2 separate regions of the Hordeum vulgare genome follow, and region 2 is linked to region 1. The links are chromatin contacts, called in public Hi-C maps. All regions are on one chromosome and are shown on one strand. Each heading gives the region's core, a stretch centred on a gene start, on an enhancer-like site or on the middle of the called end of the contact. The rest is flanking DNA. Distances are from core to core; before and after follow the strand shown. Region 1 holds the start of LOC123401520 (protein S-acyltransferase 24-like). Region 2 holds the start of LOC123405181.

Region 1 (3,623 bases), core at 1,094-3,593:
CCCTATAAGCGCCCAAAAACAAAAGGAGACGTATGGAGTCTGCAAATCCCTTATAAGCAGCCCTACAAATGTTAATAATATTGACACATCAATAGGGCTACCATTTAATCATGTTTCAAAGCATATTTAGAAGGGCACACGTGTAAAAAAAAAAGGAGAAAGTACAGACCAGTGAAGAGGACTTCTGCCATCATTGTCAGGGACATCAGGATCAGCATTCCATTTTGAAATAATGTGATAAAGAAATGCTGTCTGACCATACTGTGCTGCAACATGTGTGGTCTGTGACATTACAGTAGATTGATTAAGGAACCATAAAAAAAAATACTCTATAAACAAAGCTAACACTGGCTCATCGAGTTATTCTTCTGGTGAAACTTTTATGTGCTACAAATAACTAAATAACTAGTGTACATATTACATAAGTAGTGTTAATACAAATATTGCAGGTTGGCATTTGGACGAAAATTCAAAGTTAACATAAACCAAACCAGTCATCTCCATCCAAAATGTGCTACTGTTAGTGGCAATGTTATGTAACACAGTTGTCAAATTTGCATGCTAGAAGAGCAAAATTAGGTTGTACAAAGAAGATAAAGCAATAATAACTATTATCAAGAACAAAAATGGCTCATACTTGTACATCTATCCTGCCAAAACCATATTAGGGTAAGAGACAGAGGTTATTAGGACAACTAACAGAGAGCCGATGGCAGTGCTACATCATTCCTTAACCTGTGTCTATCTACCGCGAAATAAAAGGGTTCATTTATTTTGTGCCAGAGGTAGTAATCTCCTCAAACAAACATACACAGGCACACACACAAAACCGACCTCAGGTCAACTAACCAAAACATATTAGATAGCAAGGAACATTAAAGTTGACAAGTGCCATGGGTACAACAGATAAGTTAGTACACAAACCTGATATCCATATAAATCAGCAGCGTCAACCTTAGCTCCTTCTTTCAGAAGTAGTTCTGCAACTTGAATATGACCACGCACTGCACTCCAGTGAAGCGCTGTTTGCCCTGTATGATCTATAGCATTTACATCTGCTCCATGCTGTCCAGATAACAAGCGAATAACCATCATCACACCATATAGCAAACAAAAGGAGCATAACAGTACAGGAGTGCATAGCAAAATTGTGATAACTTAGGTCAAGATCGGCGAAGAGGTGCTACGGATAACCATCCTGAAGCTGGCACTTACATCTATGATTGACCCCACATATATTCAGGAGTCAAGTTGAGAAAGCTGATGTCAAAGAGGTTGGTTGTAATAAGCCTTAACAGCTGTGTGTATACAAATGAATGAACCAACCAAGGTATATGATCCAATTTGGTCCAGTGGGATTATACCTCAGAAAAGTTTGTATGCCCAATAGATATGGAAAATGGCTAGTTCAGAGGGCCCTCTAAGCACTAATCAAGCAGATATAAGAAGCCTTGGACTGGCCCTGCTCAGACCTACCCACCAACCATACTACCATAGCATTCACCAGATACATGCCAAAACAGCATAAAGGCAAGCCCAAAACCTACACCAGCTTCCCAATGATCACGTGCATACATCACCAAACCCCAAGAACCCCACAACAAAAGGATAGCATTATACTTTCCTGTCACTACAAGGCACGAACCAAAATCACGCATCGGCCCATGGGAATTGCAAATATTCAACGATAAGTGCGGCAAAGGGCGTCGACATTACAAAACATTCAGCAGGAGCTACACTACACCTCGGCTGCGAAATTCGGGGCTGATCAAAACAGGCCAACTATCGAATTGGATTGCTAAACGGTTAAACTGCAGCAGCAGGAGGCATCCCTCCATTGTCACAGTTTATTTATAACTAGCAGCAATCAGAAGCTACGTATTGGGGGAGCTCGGGGAAATGGCGGACCTCAAGGATGTACTGGGCGGCGGCGACGCGATTGTTGAGGGCGGCCCACTGGAGCGCGTGGTAGCCGAGGCCGTCGGGCTCCGTCACCGACCGGCCCTCCAGCTCGACGAGGCGGTGCAGCTTCTCGAGGTCCCCGTACGCGGCGCCCGTGTAGACGTCATCCTTGAGCGCCTCCTCCGCCGCCTCCGCCTCCCCCGCGGCGGCCGCCCCGCCGGCCCCGGCGGGGGAGGCGGCCGCGGTCGTGTCCTCGAGGACCTCGATCTCCGACGCCATGGCGGGATCGGGCTCTCTGGATTGGGTCAGGGAGGGAGGGGAGGGGGGGGTCGGAGGACGCTGGACGCGGAGGTGGCCCGAGGGACCTTGTCGCGGAGGGCGTTTTTGACTCGGTATTTTTGGTGTTTTATTATTTCGTTGGCTTTGGCCGGAGGAAGAAGACGGGCGCAGCCGCACCGAACGACCCAACCACGAGAGAAGGGGATCTTTGCGCTCGCACTTGCTGCAGGCCGCGACGCCTCATTTGACTCATTTATTAGACTATCCATAGTGATAATAATATAAAGGAGATGTTAACATCGATGTGACCTAAACAAAAACATACTATGATAGCTAATTAATAATAAAAGAAATAAATTAAGTAACATAACAAGTTATTCATACTATACTATGAATAACATAACACATACCAAGACAAAATGAGTCTATAAGCTAAGAGCATCTCCAGCTGCGTCCCCAACAGGGCCCTCCCGGCCATTTTTTTCCTCGACGGAGGAAAACAGCTCAGTCGCGTCCTCACGAGCCCATTTTTCGCCGGCTAGGGCCGTAATTAGCCCCGGCAGTCCCAGGCCGAACCCAGTGCGCTCGGGGTCGTCCGGGGCGCCGGCGGAAACATTTTTGACACGAAAAAACCTGGGCCCGCCGAGGTAGCGACTCACGCGCGCGGTCGTCGTCCTCATCGCCTCGTTTCCCGCGGAAATCAATGCGAAGGTTGTACCGTCGGTCAGTCTTCCATTGAGGCGGCACGGCGACGCACGTCCCGTCTGTTCCTGCCACACATTCACACGACGCCACTCCGCGTGCTCGCCAGCCTGCGGCTATATAATGTGCCATCTCCCTCCCTCCTGCCGGTGGCCACACAACTCTGAGAATCTCGCCGCCGACGCCCTCTCCTCTATTTCTTCATCATCGGCGCCTCCTCTCCCTCTTTCTCCCCAAAAAATGGTTGAACGCTTCCCCGGCGATGGAGCGGCAGCCAATGGCTTTGGCCGTCGTCACCTCCATGAGGACGAGGACCGCCTTCTCTATGAGACGGACTACCCGGCCCCACCGGACATGCGGATGTAGGGATCATGGAGGCTGAGCGTCGGCGGAGTCCCGGTGTCACCGCCGCCCTCTCGAGCTGATCGACGGGCGGATATCGCGCGCATACGGTCGTCGCTGTCGGAGAGCTCGCGCAACCTGCCGAGGTACGCCCCCGACAGCAACACGTTGTGGACGGCGTACTTCGAACACCGGCACGCCGACTAGCTCGACGTCACCAATGGGGTCGAACCATGCAACCGCCACAACTCCAAGGGGGCGCCGCCAATGATGGGGCATCCCCATCCGCACATTAGAGGTCGTCCTCGAGCACATCGAGGGCGGCTGTTGGGGAACGTCGCATGGGAAACAAAAAATTTCCTACGCGCATGAAGACCTATCATGGTGATGTCCATCTA
Region 2 (3,654 bases), core at 317-2,816, 140 kb before region 1:
TACGAGCGTGCAATGAGGCCAGGCTTCCATGGAACGCGAGGATCTGCAGCACGGGGCTCACGGCGAGCAAGAACTCCAGGTCTTTGTCCTCCATGACGATGCAGCCAAGCACAAGCTCCCGAAGGTTGGGGAAGGCGGCCCCGCGCGGGAGGGCGGTGGTGTTCGGGAACACCCAGGCACCGATGCAGAGCCGGGAGAGGGAGGCACAGCTGAAGAGCGAGGAAGGGAGGGGCAGGCCGGGAAGGGGCCAGGGGCGATTGACGAAAACGAGCTCATCGACGCCCTTGGTGGCAAGGATCTGGAACCAGCGCGCGAGCATGCGGCGGTCGGCGGCGTCCATGAAGCTGCAGGTGAGGCTGACGAAGGGGAAGGGCCCAGGATGTGCCTCGAGGGCGGCGGAGACAGCGTTGGTGACGGCACGCGAGACAGCACCGGCGCGGGCGGGCCGGCACTGCGCGTCGCCCCTGGAGAGGAAGTGGGTGTCGACGAGGACGAGCGGCGCAGAGCGCCAGAGGCCGCGCCAGCGCGAGGAGAGCACGGTGGTGCGCGCGCCGTCCTTGGCGGGGAGGCGAGAGAGGACGCGACGGAGGAGATCGTCGGGTAGGCGGCTAAGTCGGTCGGCGCTTTCAGCGTCGGCGATGGCCGTGGCGTTGCAGCGCAGGGGGGTGATTGTGGAGACGAGCGGCTTGGGGAGGAAGGAGTAGAGGAATGTGAGCATCGTCTCCGTGTGGAGGTTCAGCGTCTCCGGAGCCAACCCGTGCAGCATCCTCGGAGGCACCGTCGTGTCCTCCCCGACGGGCTCGGTGGTGGGGCAGCTTCGCCCGGACATCGCGATTGTGGCGGCGGCGGCGGAGGAGGAAGGGGGGTTTTGGGGGAGGGCGACGCGAAGGTGGGGGAGTGTGTGTGTGTGGTGGAGGTTGCCAAAAATGCTACACGTACATAGATTTTGAGAAAACTCCACATTTCAACTTAGAGCAAGTCTAGTAGAACCCTCAAACCCTTAAATTCTGGAAAATAACCGTTTTTTTACAGTTTTCGTCGAAAAAACGACGTAGACTAGAACCCTTAAACCCGTAAAAACTTTTAGAGGTCGAACCTGTAAACGCCCTCGCAGCCTGTAGAAGTGAGGGTTGGGAGGGCAAACCCAATCCCAACCCGCACTCCTTTTCATCTCGAGCGCGGGAGGGAAACCGCCCGTCCCAGCCGCCGCGCCATGGATCCCCTGGCCGCCGCCTCCGCGCCGGCCCCGCCCGCCGCCGCTTCAGCCCCGCCCGCCCCCGCCCCCGCCCCGCACGCCCCGGCCACCGTGGCCGACGTGGTGGCGGCGACCCACGTCGGGGCCAAGCGGCGGCGGGCGGGCCTCGCACCGCCTCCTCCCACCCCGGCCGCTGCCGCCCCCGCCCCGGCCACCGTCCAGCCCGCGAAGAAGAGCCGGCCGAAGGTCTCCTCGCGTGGGCCGCGAGGGGCTTCCTCGAAGGCCGCCGGCGCATCCCCGAAGCGGAAGAAGGTCACGACGCGGAAGAAGCCCGCGCCCCCGGTCGTCGCCGTCGCTGAACCTCCTCCCGCCGCGCACGAGGTGTTCGAGGAAATGGCAAACCCAACCTCGTTCATGGACCTCCTTCAAGACGCGGAGGTGGACCTCGGGGCTCCGCCTCTAGAACCCTTTGGTGAGGAGGTTGGAGAAGATGAGGAGGATGTAGGGGATGATGAGGAGGAGGTGGCCGAGATAGGGGAGGAGGCATTCACCGCCGCTTCCCGCCCACACGCGCGGTCGACAAACTACACCGAAGCGGAAGATATCCTCTTGGTTCGTGCTTGGGCATCTGTGGGGATGGATGCAACCACCGGCACCGATCAAACCGGTAAAAGGTATTGGCACAGGATCGAGGACAACTATTGTAGGATCAAGCCGAAGAATTGTGGGTTCCTCTCTCGCAGTTACCGGTCGCTTCAAGGCCGGTGGGATTTGATGAAGCCCGCTTGTGCTCGTTGGAGTGCGGCCATGGACCAAGTGAGGGATGCACCACCTAGTGGAACCGTGGAGAGTGACTATGTGAGTACATATATCTTCACTATTTTCATTATGTGTGTGTACTATGTGGGTTCTTATGTGATTATGTGTGCTTGATAGGAGACAATTGCCGGCATGAGGTACAAGGAGATGGCCGCTTCCAAGGGCAAGCCATTCCCATTTAAGCATGCTTGGGCAATTCTTCAAACCTTTGACAAGTGGAAGTTGAGGGATCAAGAGACCGCACCCAAGAAGTCGGCTTGGAGGAGAGGATGATCAAGGTGAAAGAGGCAAAGGTATGGAAAGAACTCATGGTGGAAGAGAAGGAGCACATGATGATGTCCAAGAAGGACATGGATGAAGAACAATTACAATGGTGGAAGGACTACAAGGAGGACATCGCAGAGAGGAAGAAGATATTCCGTGGTGCGTCCTCTACTTTCCGTGGTGGTGGCGATGGCGGTGTGGATGACTCCAATGGAGGTGCTTGATGGACGTGCAAGTGGTCTAGGAAATGGCGCCAAGTGCAACTTTTTGGTGATGGTGCCGATGAGAGGGGGAAGATGATGATTGTGTGATGTAAAAACTATTAAACCATGCATCAATGATCTTTATTTCCGTGTTTGTTTGAAGGTTATTATGTTTGTCTTGTGAAAATTATGCAATGCCAAATGACAGTTTTAAGGGTTGGGGTTGGGGCAAAGATTAGAACCCTCAAACCCAACCCTTATAACGGAATATTCCGTTATAAGGGTTGGGTTTGAGGGTTCTAGTCTTTGCCTCTGTTTTTCAACCCTTAAAAGTATCAAAAATGGGCAATTCTCAACCCTTAAAACTGGTTTATATTTAAGGGTTTGAGGGTTCTACTAGAGATGCTCTAAGAACATCTAGACCCGTATAACTCGCGAGACTGTAAAATAACCGTCGATAGAACTCGTAAAACGACTCTGAAATGTAAAAAAAATTAACTCCTTCCGATTTGTAAAAACACGGTTTTCACGTCCACTTCTACGATGCCTTGTGTCGAGAGAAAGCAGTTGGTGGGAGCCCAACTGCCACGCAAACTTCCGCGTCCGTCATGCGCCGCCTCGGGCATCGCCCCACCCGTCCCCGGACGCCGGCCGCCCACCCCGGCCGTTGCGCCTGCCCGCGGCCGCTCGAATCCATTCATCTAGCTAGCTAGCTAGTTCATGTGCCCACTCGAATCGATTGAGCGAGCGAGAGAGCGAGCTAGCTAGCTCGTGGATTGATTCAGCTAGCTAGCTCCTGGATCGATCTGGCCACGGATGAGCTAGCTTCGTGCGCTATTTTGAACGCTGGTGGTTTCATATTTGGCTGCTTCGTACACTGTCTATGGACACGAACGAGAGAAAGAAGAAGACCTGAGAAAGAATATAAAGCGGATATTCAATTTTACAATTTAACTTTAAGGGTTTTGTTCGGTCGCAACTTAAATCGACCCTTAAAACACGTTTTTTGCGACGTTTTCAGTTCCACGGTTTAAGGGATCTGGTAGAGATGCTCTAACCCATTGGTTTGATTTAGGATCCTCGTCTTCAAAGCTCATCGCATTGCACCCTTAACTTATCATATACCCCCTTTGTTTCGAGGTATATGACGTTTTATAGTGCAAATTTTGTCAC

Evidence for each region. A called contact is a pair of places that touch in the nucleus more often than the background predicts.
Region 2: a Hi-C map of leaf shows a contact between it and region 1, with 2.4 times the contacts expected there. The contact joins the promoter of LOC123405181 here to the promoter of LOC123401520 in region 1. A contact is called at or near these places in 1 of 6 Hi-C or Micro-C datasets (leaf) and 1 of 1 datasets of contacts at active chromatin or transcription factors (embryo).

What each region holds. Positions count from the first base shown.
Region 1 is chr6H:110,415,785-110,419,407 of MorexV3_pseudomolecules_assembly, reverse strand. LOC123401520 (protein S-acyltransferase 24-like) reads right to left here and starts at 2,343. Exons shown (of 13, transcript XM_045095346.1): 1 at 1,909-2,343; 2 at 925-1,065; 3 at 170-282; 4 at 1-62. The coding sequence starts at 2,181.
Region 2 is chr6H:110,551,023-110,554,676 of MorexV3_pseudomolecules_assembly, reverse strand. It overlaps LOC123405181, which reads left to right and starts at 1,566. Exons shown (of 4, transcript XM_045098975.1): 1 at 1,566-2,053; 2 at 2,132-2,265. The coding sequence starts at 1,589. LOC123402493 (putative FBD-associated F-box protein At1g05080) reads right to left here and starts at 912. Exons shown (of 3, transcript XM_045096416.1): 1 at 1-912. The coding sequence starts at 829.